Regions from separate parts of the Mus musculus genome. Here regions 1, 2, 3 and 4 are each linked to region 5. A link is a contact called in public Hi-C, HiChIP or PLAC-seq and promoter capture Hi-C data. All regions are on one chromosome and are shown on one strand. The core of a region is the stretch at or near the end of the contact, and the rest is flanking DNA. Distances in the headings are between cores, read along the strand shown. Region 1 overlaps Orc1 (origin recognition complex, subunit 1). Region 2 overlaps Scp2 (sterol carrier protein 2, liver). Region 3 overlaps Slc1a7 (solute carrier family 1 (glutamate transporter), member 7). Region 4 holds the start of Podn (podocan). Region 5 holds the start of Coa7 (cytochrome c oxidase assembly factor 7).

Region 1 (2,700 bases), core at 117-2,616, 270 kb before region 5:
TCCAGCCTATCCCACCACCAGGAGATATGGAATTTGTTTCATTTCTGATATAGGCATTACATATTCCACTAAATCCCTCAACAAAATATATTCCCTATTTTATTCATGAGAAAATAAGTATTAGAAATGTTCATCTTCCCAAAATTCAGCATCAGAAGCTCAAATTCAAAAAGGTCTATTAAAATCAAAATTAATGCTTTCAGGCATTCCACATTCCCGGTCTTGCTGAAACACCAGGCATGAGCCAAGGAGCCACAAGGCCAGGTCAACATTTCTAGTCCCTTTCAGACTATGACACTTGTACAAAATGCTAGGTGAAAGTGTGAGTATCAATGTACTGGCCTTCAAATAGAAGTGACATTAAGGGAGGTACAGGACGCTATCACAGAAGGGAGCAAGGTTGTTGCTTTTTAATGGGCAGTCTTACCAAAGCTGTTGCCTAATCCGCTTCAAAGTCAAGAGAGAACTCTTTCTATGGACACGAGAAGTACGGATGGGTTCTTTGTGAGTTTCTTGTTCTTTTGCCTTCCTGCAAGGTATCACATCAGAGTTATAGGAAGGCATTTCGGGAAGCAAGGATCCAAAGTATGTGCTGGAGATAGTTAGGTCTCACTGGCTTCTAGTCTTTTTATACTAACCTTGGCAAGAGTTCATCAAACTTTGCTAACAAACTTATAAAAGAGATCTTTTTTTTTTTTGGTTTTTTGAGACAGGGTTTCTCTGTATAGCCCTGGCTGTCCTGGAACTCACTTTGTAGACCAGGCTGGCCTTGAACTCAGAAATCCGCCTGCCTCTGCCTCAGCCTCCCGAGTGCTGGGATTAAAGGCGTGTGCCACCATGTGAGGCTAAGATCCAAAATTTTAACACATCATTTAAGTCAGACTTATCACACTGCTATCATAGAACAAGATGGACTAACCATCAAAAGATTTTGTCCCTTTTTTATTTGTCATGTTTACAAAGTCTCAAAGTTAGCAGAAATACACTCAGTATAAAATATGTATTGAGTAACTTATTATGAGCAAGGTGCTAGAAATTTCTACTTAAGAAAACATTGAAAATCATGCTATTTGTGGTCTGTCAAATTTTTATTATACAACATTATCTGAAGTGGAAATTTTCTTTTCTTTTCTTTTTTTTTTTTTTTTAAACAACTCAGTTGTGGCATGTAATGTCTTTCTGGAAGCTGTCTGTAAGAGGGCCCCTGATGTTTAGAAAGAACATAAATAGAATCCACATATAAATAGAATTTCAGAGGACACTCTTGCACTGCTACCCCGTGCAATGCTTGACTGGTCTTTACTTTGTAGAGAGAAACTCATTAAAGAACTTCCTGTAGTATTGCAGCTGATTCTGGCCACATCCATGACTCATGGTGCTGCTACTGATTTAGTGTTTGGTGTTTGCTATTGAAGTGGACTGACAACGAACAGTGTGATCACCCTCAAGGCACTACTTCTAAACAGATCCACAACGTCCTTTTCCCGTTAACCTTCTTTGTCCACTACCTCTGTGGTCAGTGGGCTAGAAGTGAAGGTTGAAGCATTTAGGAATCCTAAATAAAGTAGGTTTTGAAAAAAATCTAAGCTTACAATTATCTACTCAAGTGCCAAACTATAAAGCTTGTCCTAGATTTATCTTTTTTTTTTTATACTATATTTAATAGTAGATTCCAGGTTAAAAAAATAAAAATCAAAAACCAACTTGATAGAAAACAAAATGATCGGGCTGGGCATGCTAGTGCACGCCTTTAATCCCAGCACATGGGAGGCAGAGGCAGGTGGATTTCTGAGTTTGAGGCCAGCCTGGTCTACAGAGTGAGTTCCAGGACAGCCAGGGCTAGACAGAGAAATCCTGTCTCCAAAAACCAAAAAAAGAAGAGGAAAACAAAGTGATCATTAAATTGTGCCAAAGAGTCACAGGAAACACATGAAATCCAGGACTGTGAATGAAGCAGTATAGTTCCAGAAACAAGTATCAGTATTTTCAAATGACGTTGGAAAAGAAAAGCATGTCTTTCTTTTTGGAGATAATGTCACTATGTAGTTCAGGCTAACGTTGAATTCATGCTAGTCCTGCCTCTGCCTCCTGATTACAGGTGTACGCTACCACACCCAAACTCCAAGAACACATTCCCAAGGCCAGAGACATGGAGCATAACTTCCTAGAGCTCTGTTGTGAAACCTTAGGAAAGATCCTCAGTCTGGTTAGACGAGGCTAGTACGTGTCTCTCTGCAGCACTCTTTTCTCACCACATAACGTATCTCAAGTAGCTCACGATGGGGCAACGCTCCTGCATACCTCCTAACCATGACAGGGGGCAACACTCCTGCATACCCCCTAACCATGACAGGGGGCAACACTCCTGCTTACCTCCTAATGTATACTGGTGTCAGACCCCCAGAGGGCACCACTGAAGATCTCAACCCATTCCTGATAGGGCTAAGTGTGTTGTCCACACCAAGCTTTGTGGTCGTCATAGCTGGGTTCCGGGCTCTCAGAACCACACTACTTTTGGCACAAAAAGGTTGAGTTTGTCCATTTTTAACTCGAGTTTCCAAAGCTGAAGAGGGCTTGATTTCACGAGGTTTATTAGGCTTTTTAGGAGGCGAGGTGGTCTCAGAGAAGGCTGCTCTTCTTTTAGATGTTTTTTGATAATCCAAGGAGTCACACGAGCTCTTCTTTGACCACCTCGTGTTA
Region 2 (2,700 bases), core at 16-2,515, 280 kb after region 5:
CGAGGTCCTTAGTAATTGCCACTTCGCTAGACGCAGTGGTTAATTCCAGCCTCCATATCGCATGTGCAGGGTTTTTTATTGACTGGCTGCACATTTGGGCTTGTCTTGGTAAGTCCTTCATCTCCTCAGTTCTAGGCATTGGGGTGTTGCAAGGCTTAGCTCTGGTTCTTTCACTCCCCGGGGATCTCATGTATCCTCGAGTCTTAAAAACAGTTTGCTGATGACTCCCAGGTTTTTGTGTTCTGTACGGGCCCACCACTGGATTCTCAAGTGGCTGCATAGCTGTTTAGCTGACACGTATATGAGGACACCTGTCTTTCTACCTCTATAACAAAAATATCGCAGAGTGGGGAAATTAGAGACATGCTAAGTTTAGTTGGTTCCCAGTCTCAGAGGCTAGGACCCCACCAGAGGCCGCATCTGGGGTGAGAGCTTTGTTACTGTGTTCTGGGGCAGTGGAGGGAAGGAGAAGTGGCCAGACAGGGGGGCAGGATAAGAGCTGAACCCTTCCATTTCTCAGGAGCCTGTGCCTGAGGAAATGGAATCAATCTATTGCTGAGGGCAAAGCCTTTGTGGCCCTTAGCCCCTTTAAAAGGCTTTGCCACTTAATACGGCTATACCAGAAACTAGATTTCAGTTGTGTTAGAGGACGCATTAAACCATGGCAACCTGTAACATATCTTAGAGGTATGTGTGAAACAGAGCTCTGGGCCCCTCTCTCCCCTTAAAGTATGTTTTACCGTGATCTGCCCTCTTCTCAGGAAGTTGTTTTCTTAGTTCCTCAGTCCAAAAAGCTCTGAGGTCATCCTTGGCTCCTTTTTCTCATACTCCATAGTCCATAATCTAACTCACCGTTAAATCCTGGTTTCTACTATGTCCCAGTGGATCTGAGCTTTGGGTCTCTCTCTCCTGTCCTTGTCCCTCAGTTCTTCACACTGCATTCTGATGATTAAAACCAGGCAGATCTGCATCCATCTCTGCTCAAAGCCTGCCTCCTTCCCCAAGTAGTAGAATCAGGGTTTCTATGGAGAAACGTATGATCTGGCCAGCCTGCCCTGCCGTGCTCTCCCTCACTTGCTCACTTGCTTGGCCTCCCTGCTCATTTCAGCACGGGGCGTTCTCATTTGGGAGACCTGTCTGCTCTGTCTGCCTTGGATTGTCTTCACCAGATAGCTTCATCACCTGATCTCCGTCCAGAAGTCTCCTCCTCGGCGAGCCCTTCCCTGACCATGCTGGCTGTTGCTTTCTGCCTGACTCTTCTCTGTAGCACTTATCGCTCTCATTATTTGCTGCTCCCCTCCCCCACACCACCCCACCCCCTATGAGAATGCATTCTATGAAGGCAGAGCTTTTTATCTGTTAGGTCACTGCTGCAGCCCCAGAGCTTCAAGCATCACCTAACACATGTTGGCCCTCAGAAACACGAACAGGGCATAAAGGAAGGAACAATTAGCACCTGCTACAGTGGCCATATTGCGCTGGTGGGTTTCTCTTGCCAGGCAGGGCCTGGTATAGTTTAGAAAGATGAAGGGCTGGGATCAACTTACTAAATAGTTTAATATGCCATGCTAGATGGTCGGAGAGATGGCTCAGAGGTTAAGAGAATTCTTGCAGAGGGATCGATCAGGTTCAATCCCCATACCTTGATGGTAGCTCATAACTGTTCATAACTCCAGTTTCAAGGCAGTAGACAGTCTTATTTTTACCTCTGCAGACAATAAGCACATGTGCACAAACATGTGCAGCCCAAACACTCATACACATAAGGCAATTACTTTATAAACTAAAAAAAAAAATTGTCATGATAAGAACTTTGAAAGGTATTTGATATATTTCAAGTGTTTCTCTGTGTAGCCCTGGCTGTCCTGGACTTCACTCAGTAGACCAGGCTGGCCTCAGATTTACAGAGGACGAGCTGTGTTTTAGAGGATGAACTATGCCTGTGGCTGCATGAGTCAGCTTTCAGTGCTGGGAGGACTATGAAGCAAAGAGCAAAGTTTTGTTCTGGCTCACAGTTTTCAGAAGCAGCTGGCTCCATTGTATCTGGGCATGTCGAGAGGTGAGGAAAAACATCAGGTGGGGGCAGTGTGAGAGAGAAAAGCTGCTCACCTGTGTCAGCCAGGAGCCAGAGCCCGGAGGGGACCAGGAACACATTGTACCCTTCAGTGAATGACTTCCTCCAATCAGGCCCTGCCCCTAGCTCCCATTCAGCTTCAAACTCTTCCTTGAAAAATTCGGTTACGCCAGAGCACCGGGAGCCCTGCCACCTCTCAGTGCCACCAGCTGGGACTGAAGCCTTTTCCGCAGGAGCTGCCAACACTTCACATCTAAGCTGCAATAGGCCCAATGAACTGGAAAGCGTGTGAGCAGGGCAGAGAGAACATGAGCAGTGAGGTGGTGTCATCACGGTCCGAGTGACAGCTTGGATGGCAGAGACCAAAGTGGGTGCTTGAGGGTGGGAGCCAGGAGCATATGACTGAGGGGACCTGGGGGCTGTGCCGAGAAGAGGTGTGATGCTGATGTGGGTTGCGGTACTGACAGGTAATTCAGGAGGTCCTGGAGGGGAGAGCGCCCTCCGGGAGTGTTTCGCTGTAATTGCGCTTAGGTTTAGTGGGAGAGGAGTTGGTGTGGATTCTGGAGCAGTGAGCCACTGCTTTATGGGAACAAAGAGGGACTTTGCCAGGTGAGGCCAGGTGGCTT
Region 3 (2,700 bases), core at 183-2,682, 340 kb after region 5:
TAGGACAGAACTAGATTGTATGTGGCCTTGAATGTCGAGTCAAGGCGGACTGGGAGGTCCCCAGGGGTGCAGAGGAGAGGGAGCAGACCACTGCTTCCCAGATGGCATGTTTCACAATGTCTGCCTAAGAGAAGAGAGGACAGGGTGAAACATTCCCAAGGTTTGAGGCAGGGGGATTTCCAGGGTGATTTGTGCATCTCCTGAAGCCTCTGAAATGGGCAGAAGCTAAATTTTTGGTCCTAAGATGAAAAGATGTGTAGCAACAATTTTGGAGTTTTGGTTTCTAAAAGACAAACAAACAAACACCCCCCCAAAACAAACAAAAAAAACCCAACCCCACCTCAGTAAATATTATAAGACCATGTTTTTGTTTTAATCTCAGGTGTGGGGTATGAGGCTGCTTCAGACTTTCCATGGCAGCTGACTATGATTTGCCTCGTGCTCTAGCAGGGGTCTGATTTTGCCAGCAGTAGATAGTTTCTACAATTGTGTGACATTTGGAATTCTGGGGACTTTTCAGAGGGTATATAAATGCATTGTTGGTCACTGTTAGTTTTGGTTTGTTAAGTAGTCATGTGGAAAGAAGAAGAGGGGGATGAGGAAGAAGAGGAAGAAGAAGAGAAGGAGGAGGAGGAAGAGAAGGAGAAGAAGAAGAAGAAGAAGAAGAAGAAGAAGAAGAAGAAGAAGAAGAAGAAGAAGAAGAAGAAGAAGAAGAAGAAGAAGAAAAAGAAGAAGAAGAAGAAGAAGAAGAAGAAGAAGAAGAAGAAGAAGAAGAAGAAGAAGAAGAAGAAGAAGAAGAAGAAGAAGAAATAATTAGATATCCTGACAGCAAGGCTCAAACTGCCCCCCCCCCCCCCCGCCAAGGAACTGGATGCCCCAGTCTGCAGAAAGTTGTCTCACTATAATATCACCCCCTTTCTGATTCCTGACTTTATACAGGGATCTCTTTCCTTTCCTCTCTATTTTTTCTATTCTCTCTAGTATTATGGGGTTGAAAGGGTGGAAGAAAGGGGATGTAGAAGGGTGGAAGAAGGAAGAACCCATAAAGTAGCCAAGAATGGCTACAAAGATGTCTATACACCACTGTGCTATGCAGCCACCAAAAGGGCAGACTTGTCACTATGAAGACAGTCCTAATGTAATGTAAAGTGGAAAAGTGATTTAACAACAGGGAGCCCCAGAACCTCCTGGGAAATAGACTCCTCTCTGACTTGCAGGATTGTGTGCAGGGTGTCATGAGAGCCCGATTTCCTGAGGAACCACCGTGGACACCTAGCTGTGGGAAGCCAGGAGGAAATGCAAACACAGTCACGATCTGAGGGTTCTGTGGCTTTTTCTATTTCTCTGATTTCTCTCTTACACCCAGAATGGAGCTTGTGATGAAAGACATAGCCCAGACACCCTGCCTGGCAGCCATAGAGCTGCGGTTTACCAGGAGCTCTCAGTTCCCCAAAGATCTGCATATCACTCGCTCACAGTTCATCAGCCTTGTGAGTCAGCGACACCCTGAGGAACCCCGATGCCGGGCACCCACTCCTCATCATTTAGATTTACTAATAGTTGACTAGTTTTTTTAGAAGCTGCCCCCAAGCTCTTTGGAATCTCCTCCCTTGACTTCCCAAGTACTGGAATTATAGGCAAGGGCCTGTGCCCCTTGCCTCTTAGTTAATTTTACAAAGTTAAAAAAGGCCAAGACAGCTCAGACCACAGTGTGAGACCCTGTCTCAAAGAAAAAAGAAAAGAAAAGAGAAGAAGAGGAGGAGGAAGAGGAGGAGGAGGAGGGGAAGAAGGAGAAGGAGGAGAAGGAGAAGAAGGAGAAGGAGGAGAAGGAGGAGAGGAGGGGAGGAGAAGAAAGAGAAGGAGGAAAAGGAGAAGAAGAAGAAGAAGAAGAAGGAGGAGGAGGAGGAGGAGGAGGAGGAGGAGGAGGAGGAGGAGGAGGAAATATGAAATCTATTTAATAATACTTTAACCTGCTATATCCAAACTATTGCCATGCATAATCAATGTGAAATTTTTATGCTTCCACAGGCTTTACATTTTAATTAAAATTAATCAATAAATCAGTATATGTACTAGCTGTATATCAAGTACTTGATAGCCTAGTGGCTACCATACTGAGAAGGCTCTGGGTTGACATAGGGACAATGGAGCTCAGGGTGAAAGACGCCTGGCCAGGCTACTCAGGAAGTAAGTTTTAGAACCAAGATTGGAGCAGAGTTCCTGACCCTTCTGCCCACTGTTTCTTGGTTCTGGTCTAAGGCCTACTTTGGGATGATAATGACTGCCATGTGATCCAGCCCATGCAATCCCTTCTCAGTTCAGCTCTCAGAGTTCTGCCTTGTCCATAGCTGCAGCCTGTAGGTTGTTGTTGGTGAGCCTGCCGTCTGAGGGAGTAATCAAGTACAGCGAAGTTGACCAGCTATGGGATGTTAGAACAAGACTTACAGACAGAAAAGCCAGTCCTATAGACATGACTTCAAATACTCCTCCTGACTTAGGGTAGGGACAAAAGCCATGTCTGTCCCACTCCATGCTTAGGTAGGTGCTCCTAGCAATGCCCCAGTAAAAGGCCCCAAGGAGGAACCCCAGGGAGGATGGGAGCCCAGTGGCCTACAACTCCCTCCCAAGCCATCTGGTTCACTACCGAGTGTCCAGGGATTGGGGATCAAGAGATTGAGGTGATTAGAGACATTAGCTTAC
Region 4 (2,700 bases), core at 148-2,647, 300 kb after region 5:
TTCATGGGTAAACCAGCCAATAGAATCCAGTTCTTTTAGCTCCACTTGAATCTAGGCTCTGTCCAGAAAACACAAGATGCATCTCTGTTGGGCCCTGTCCAATCTTGTGAATCATACCAACTTTCAAGTTTGAGCTCAGAGAAGATTGGAATTTGAGGCCAAAGAAGGCAAAATATTTCCCTTTCCCATTCGTGTTAAGTTCTTCAGTGATGGGTAATGGAAACAGATGGCTGTGGGTTCAAACACAGGCTCTATCCCTACCTACCTGCCTGTTTGCATCACAGACGACTTTTGCAATGGGTAGATGGGCCAGAACCCCAGCTCCGAATGATGATGTTAGTTACGCAGCCAAGCACAGGCCACATCCTTACTTATTAGATGGGGAAATAATCTTCCTTTGCAGGGCTGTAAGGACTAGAGACTAATGCATGGAGATATAAACTGACTGCCTGGCAGCACAGGAGGGAAAGGTCTGCAGCCACTTTAACCAGAGCCCTTTAGGGTCTCGGCAGTTTAGGTGGCCAAGTGGTTCCACATTTGATTTATTATCTTTATCCCTCTCCGAGAGCCAAGTAGGTCCTGCCCAAAGGCCACAGCACGTAGAAGACAGGTTTGTTTCACAGCAGAGGTGCCAAGTAGCACCCAAACCCAGTCTCACCCGCCTTTCCACCACGAAGCCCTTGGCGCCAAACAGTGTTGCTTCAGCTGCTAGTACTTAATGTGCCTGTGCTTGGAACCATTTTCAGCTCCTGGGAGCAATATGGAGTGCTCCCTGCTCAGTCCCTTGCTTTCTCCGCGACTAGAACCTGTGTGCTTGAAGACTCCGGTCCAGTTTAACTCTCCTTCAAGGTTCACCAAGTTGTGGGCCCAGGGCCAGTGGAGTGAGGGTGGATGGTGGGGAGGAGAAGGAGGAATTTTGACAGGAAGGGGTCCAGAAGGGTCTTGGCTGACGCAGCATTAGCCATGCTCCGGACCCTAGGGTGGGAGAGGGAACAGGGAAGGTACTTGTGCCCGGGAAGGTTGCAAACTCCTTGAGGAAGAAGCTGAGCGCGGAGGAACTGGAAGGAAGGAGCCCTCTCGGTTCTCCTCAGGTGCGGGGGGCCTGCCTGGGTGCGGTCCCAGCCCGCAGGCTGGCAGGCGGAGGTGGTGCGCTGGAGGCACCCGGTGTTGGGGGCGTGGTGCTGCGGCCGGCCGGGGCGGCGGCGCGAGCTCCCGGGAAGTGGGCCCCCCGCCAAGCCCGGCGCCGTGGGCTCGGCCCTCCCTCTCGGCGCCCAGCGGGACCCTGCGCCTGTGTCGGGAGAGGCCGGCGTCCGGCAGATGCACGCGGGGCGGGGGCCGGGGGAGAGGCGGGGAGAGAGAACCCACAACAAAACTTGGCTCGCTGCGCCCACGGCTCGACTTGAATGACAGGAGCCGGCGCCCGCGGAGCGCAGCGGACACCCGCGAGCCTGTTCCGCCCACGGCGCGGCGCGCAGCGGCAGGTAGGACGCGGGCAGCCGGTGAGCCGAGGGACCACGGGCCACCGGCTGCGCCCGGGCAGCTCTCTCTGACATCCCGCCGTGCTCCCACTGCCACAGCCGCGATAGGGGAGGATCGCCGTATCCCACCCTGTCGGGCGGACCCCGCGCAAGGGGCACGGTTAGGCACACCTCCATATGGGGTGGCGGCCCCCCTGCGGGATCCGGAGCAAGGGGCAGGGGACCCTTTTTTTACTCGATATTCAGTCCCTGCCTTCGGGCTCCTCCCGCTGCGCACATCTGGAAAGAATCTGCGAGCGGATGGGGAGGGGAGGTGGAGGCACACGGGCGGGTGACAGGGACTGTGGGGGCAGGTGGAACTGGGAAGGGGCCTGAACCTCTGCACCGAGAACTGGGACCCAGGGCATCCTGCGTCTTTTCACGTCAGTTTGTCGGGGGCTTCACCGAGTCCAACACCGACCTCTTTACATACAGAAACAAGCACAGAAAGGCAGATATCAGTCCCCAGGGAGCCAGGGCAGGTGAGGCGCACAGTCAAGCAGCGGAACTTGGTTTCGGCAGTTTAGGTGCAGTCTAACTAACACAGGGCACTGCACTCCGACCATTCCGTCTAGGCAGCTGCTTCCAGCGGAACACAGAAAGGGACAGGGCAAGGAGCACGGTCGTCCCCAGGTTGTGTGGGTCTCAGAACCACTATCAGCCTGGTGCAGGGTGGGGGTTGGGGTGGACCGGGATGGGTGAGTTGGAATAGCTGACCTGCAGTCAGGTGGAAGAAGGGGGTGGGGTCGGCTTGGGATTCCAGTGCTGGGGCCCCGGGTTGGGAGGCAGCTGCTGCTGAAGAAGGCGTGCAGGGAGGGCTGTCGCCCAGGCTAGGATGCAGGTGTGCAAGAGGTGGCAGGAGGATGAGCATTAGCAGCCTGCATGTCTGCTGGGGGAGGTGCAACCGCGCTCTGCCTGGCACGAAGAGGCACCTGGTCTGCTGGGCAGACCCCTGGGTAGGCCTTTCCTTCTCCACCTCTCCCTTTTGCCCTGGAAAAGCCCAAATGACCAGATCCCGGGCTCACAGGGCGAACACCACTGGGAAGGGCCCGGGCTGCTCTGGAAAAAGTCATCAATGACTGGTCTGGGGCTTCTGCCCCCTTCCGTACACTCTCGGAGCCCTTGGCCCAGTCTTCGGTGTGTAAGGTAAGAAGTGTCAGATGTCAGAGTCAATGACCTGTGC
Region 5 (2,700 bases), core at 198-2,697:
TGGACACTTGTTTGGGCACTGGTCACTCATACACTCCACCTCCTCACTGCACATAAGAGTCCATTTCTGGGGCTGGTGAGATGGCTCAGTGGTTAAGGAAACCGACTACTCTTCCAAAGGTCCTGAGTTCAAATCCCAGCAACCACATGGTGGCTCACAACCATCTGTAATGAAATCTGATGCTCTCTTCTGGAGTGTCTGAAGACAGCTACAGTGTACTTACATATAATAAATAAATAAATATAGTCAATTTCTGACCTTTTATTACCTCTGCCTGGCAAAGACTTACAATGGTTCCTTTCCTCCTTCAAAGCTTTATTCAAAAGCCATGTCATTGGGCAGTGCCCTTCACTCAGTTCTTTTTATCACATTTCACTTACCTTAAAAAAACTTTTTTTTCCCTCGAAAAAACTAAAACAAAAAAAAAATTTTTTTTTAAAATTTTGTGCTGGATGGTGGCAGCCCACACCTTCTAGCACTTGAGAAACAGAAGCTTGCAGATATCTTAGTTTCAGGCTAGCCTGATCAACAGAAGGACAGTCAGGACTACACAAAGAATAACACCTCAACAAATTAATTAATTTATTAATTTGTTAACAGGCCTGTGGCTCATGCCAAAAACTCAGAAGATAGAGGAAGCAGTTCTGAGTCCAAGGCTAGCGTGGCCTACACTGTAAGTTCTAGGCCAGTCAAGGCTACATAATGACAGTCTCAAAAAAAAAAAGATTTAATTTTTATTATTTTAAATTATGGATGTGTGTATACGAGCATGTGGTGTGGTGGCAGCAGAGGCCAGAGGCATTGGATCTCCTAGAACTTTAAATGGGCTCCTAATTACTGGACCACCACTCCAATCTCCCTCTCCAATTCTTTTTTTGGGCCGGGTTTTGCTATGTAGTTCAGGCTAGTCCTTAACTCCTGAGTTCTAAGTGATCCTCCTTCCTCAGCCTCCCGAACGCTAGAATTACAGGTGCAAGATGCCAACCAATTCTGGCTCGCATTTACTACTAGCATATATTTCATTTATTTCCTGCATGTTAAATGATTCCCTCAAAGACATGTACACCGAGGTTCTACTTCACCCTCACACCTCCAGTCCTAGCACCCTAAACTTGACTACACAGCATCTAGCCTGAGGGCTCCGCCCTCCGCTGCAGGCCCCGCCCCCGATGCACTACAACTTCCCGCCCACAGGCCCGTAGTGACCCTGACCCGGTCCTTAGGCGTCCTCGGCCCGCCACGTGACCACGACTGCACCCCACGCTCGCTCCCCTCCCCTATGTCCCAGGCTGCGCAGTTGGCGCTCACCCTCCGGGTCCTTCTCGCGGTAGCATTGGTAGTGACACTCCACCTCCATGTTCTCCAGGAAGGACTTCACCTGCTCCTCGTCCTGGAAGTCAACCAAGCCCGCCATGATTCCGACTCCCACAAATCGCTTTGTGGCTCCACCCTCAGTTACGTGAGCCAGCCCAGGGGCGGGGCATGCCGGCGGCGTGCGTGACGTCAGCGCTCCTCAGTACGGGGGCGGGTTGGAAGGAAGGAGACGATTACCGCTTCCCATCATCCTTTGCGGTGGTAGCTCCCCACCCCCCCCACCCCTCCAGGCTTTTATTCTTCTTTTTGGACAGCCCTCTCCCAGGTTTCTGCGTCGGTTTATCTGAGGCCATACTGCCCCTTAATGGTTTTCTCCCTGTAGTCTGGATCAGCCAGACATTCTTCAGTTCCGGTTCTAAAGCCGACACAGCCGGGAGCTCAGGTCCCAGCCTTACCAAAGCTTACAGCGTTGGGCTGCAGCTCACCACCAAGTACTCTGAAGCATCGTAAAACAGAACTTGAAATCTATTCCGAAAGCATTCGTTCATTTGGGTGGCAAGCATTTTGAATACCTTGTGTGTCCCAAATATGGCCGGAAAAACCGAAATAAATAAATCTGTGCAATTGCCACGGGATGCCCTTATCTCTATATTCTTTGTAGACCCATCAAAATCATCCATATTAATATGACTGCGAGTTATGATTAGAACACATCAGTGGTCGGGATTATAGTGACAACATGGTCACTATAATAGTTTTAGAACAGCAGCATGGCGGATTGAAGCCAAGGAACACTATGAAGTCATATGATGCAACAGATCTTACCGAAGAGGTTTATTGGGGCAAGGAGAAAGGGAAAGGCCGATTGGGAATGGACTCATGGTTTTAAAAGCAGTTCCATGACACATCTTTCACAGGATAGCACAAGCTCTGCGTTACTCCAGAGCCTCTGGCTAAAACTGACTTTTATGTATGGCTTCTCCTGTTTTTCCTTTGATAGAATCTCACTTTGAGACAATCCTCCCCCCTCAGCCTACTGAGTACTGTTGCAGATACAAGCTCCCACATCCACCTATCCGTGTTCTTTTTATCTTGTTTATATCTGTAATCACTAGAGGGAGCCCTTAGAATACATGGTCCAGGATGAGAAGGCCTGACCTTTACTTTGGAGCCTCCCTCCTTAACCTACTCCTACTGGATACATCTAGAAGCTTACTTGCTTTGTTCTGTATAACTGAGACAGGCTGACTCCATGACAGGCTTCACATTGGCAGTTCAGGAGACTAGACATAAATCTCTGTTTCCAAGAACTGAGCAAGCCCAGGCCTCAGAAGAGGCCACACCACCTGGCCTCCAGGAGTTCCAGGATAGCTTGGAAAACAGTAA

The links. Promoter capture Hi-C pulls out the DNA fragments that hold promoters and counts their contacts. Hi-C and Micro-C count contacts between places; a contact is called where the count stands out from the background. HiChIP or PLAC-seq counts read pairs in DNA pulled down with a chosen protein or histone mark.
Region 1: an H3K27ac HiChIP or PLAC-seq map of trophoblast stem cells shows a contact between it and region 5, with 10 read pairs. The contact joins the enhancer-like site here to the promoter of Coa7 in region 5. A contact is called at or near these places in 7 of 39 promoter capture datasets (the C10 cell line, the HPC-7 cell line, cranial neural crest and 4 more), 5 of 484 Hi-C or Micro-C datasets (CD8 T cells, the HPC-7 cell line, bone marrow-derived macrophages and 2 more), 11 of 115 datasets of contacts at active chromatin or transcription factors (the 230-238 cell line, the HPC-7 cell line, double positive thymocytes and 5 more) and 4 of 9 other capture datasets (adipose tissue, embryonic stem cells, liver and 1 more).
Region 2: an H3K27ac HiChIP or PLAC-seq map of extraembryonic endoderm stem cells shows a contact between it and region 5. The contact joins the enhancer-like site here to the promoter of Coa7 in region 5. A contact is called at or near these places in 3 of 39 promoter capture datasets (the 3T3-L1 cell line, cranial neural crest and hippocampal neurons), 9 of 484 Hi-C or Micro-C datasets (the G1E-ER4 cell line, brown adipocytes, cerebellum and 4 more), 2 of 115 datasets of contacts at active chromatin or transcription factors (embryonic stem cells and extraembryonic endoderm stem cells) and 1 of 9 other capture datasets (macrophages).
Region 3: a Hi-C map of the MNK3 cell line shows a contact between it and region 5, with 3 times the contacts expected there. The contact joins the enhancer-like site here to the promoter of Coa7 in region 5. A contact is called at or near these places in 3 of 39 promoter capture datasets (the 3T3-L1 cell line, cranial neural crest and stem cell-derived epiblast-like cells), 1 of 15 datasets of contacts at CTCF or cohesin (pro-B cells), 4 of 484 Hi-C or Micro-C datasets (the Ba/F3 cell line, the MNK3 cell line, conventional dendritic cells and 1 more), 2 of 115 datasets of contacts at active chromatin or transcription factors (T-cell acute lymphoblastic leukemia and large pre-B cells) and 2 of 9 other capture datasets (embryonic stem cells and macrophages).
Region 4: a contact with region 5 is called in a promoter capture Hi-C map of 3T3-L1-derived adipocytes, with 4 times the contacts expected there. The contact joins the promoter of Podn here to the promoter of Coa7 in region 5. A contact is called at or near these places in 8 of 39 promoter capture datasets (the 3T3-L1 cell line, 3T3-L1-derived adipocytes, the HPC-7 cell line and 5 more), 2 of 484 Hi-C or Micro-C datasets (embryonic stem cells and liver) and 2 of 115 datasets of contacts at active chromatin or transcription factors (craniofacial prominence and embryonic stem cells).

Annotation. Positions count from the first base shown.
Region 1 is chr4:108,597,152-108,599,851 of GRCm38.p6, reverse strand. Orc1 (origin recognition complex, subunit 1) reads right to left here. Exons shown (of 17, transcript NM_011015.2): 6 at 2,374-2,700; 7 at 428-529. Among named protein-coding and RNA genes, the nearest start is that of Orc1, 19 kb to the right of the region's middle. Within about 2 kb of position 1,366, at least 12 of the 459 cell types and tissues checked have an H3K27ac peak or open chromatin away from gene starts, as enhancers often do. A contact at or near this core is called in the 230-238 cell line, bone marrow-derived macrophages and trophoblast stem cells, where this site is marked.
Region 2 is chr4:108,051,451-108,054,150 of GRCm38.p6, reverse strand. All of the region lies in intron 14 of Scp2 (sterol carrier protein 2, liver), which reads left to right. Among named protein-coding and RNA genes, the nearest start is that of Gm23354, 11 kb to the right of the region's middle. Within about 2 kb of position 1,265, at least 41 of the 459 cell types and tissues checked have an H3K27ac peak or open chromatin away from gene starts, as enhancers often do. A contact at or near this core is called in cerebellum and extraembryonic endoderm stem cells, where this site is marked.
Region 3 is chr4:107,987,848-107,990,547 of GRCm38.p6, reverse strand. All of the region lies in intron 2 of Slc1a7 (solute carrier family 1 (glutamate transporter), member 7), which reads right to left. Among named protein-coding and RNA genes, the nearest start is that of Slc1a7, 21 kb to the right of the region's middle. Within about 2 kb of position 1,432, at least 60 of the 459 cell types and tissues checked have an H3K27ac peak or open chromatin away from gene starts, as enhancers often do. A contact at or near this core is called in the MNK3 cell line, where this site is marked.
Region 4 is chr4:108,030,651-108,033,350 of GRCm38.p6, reverse strand. It overlaps Podn (podocan), which reads left to right and starts at 1,397. Exons shown (of 13, transcript NM_172874.4): 1 at 1,397-1,481.
Region 5 is chr4:108,326,899-108,329,598 of GRCm38.p6, reverse strand. It overlaps Coa7 (cytochrome c oxidase assembly factor 7), which reads right to left and starts at 1,447. Exons shown (of 3, transcript NM_027250.4): 1 at 1,309-1,447. The coding sequence starts at 1,414.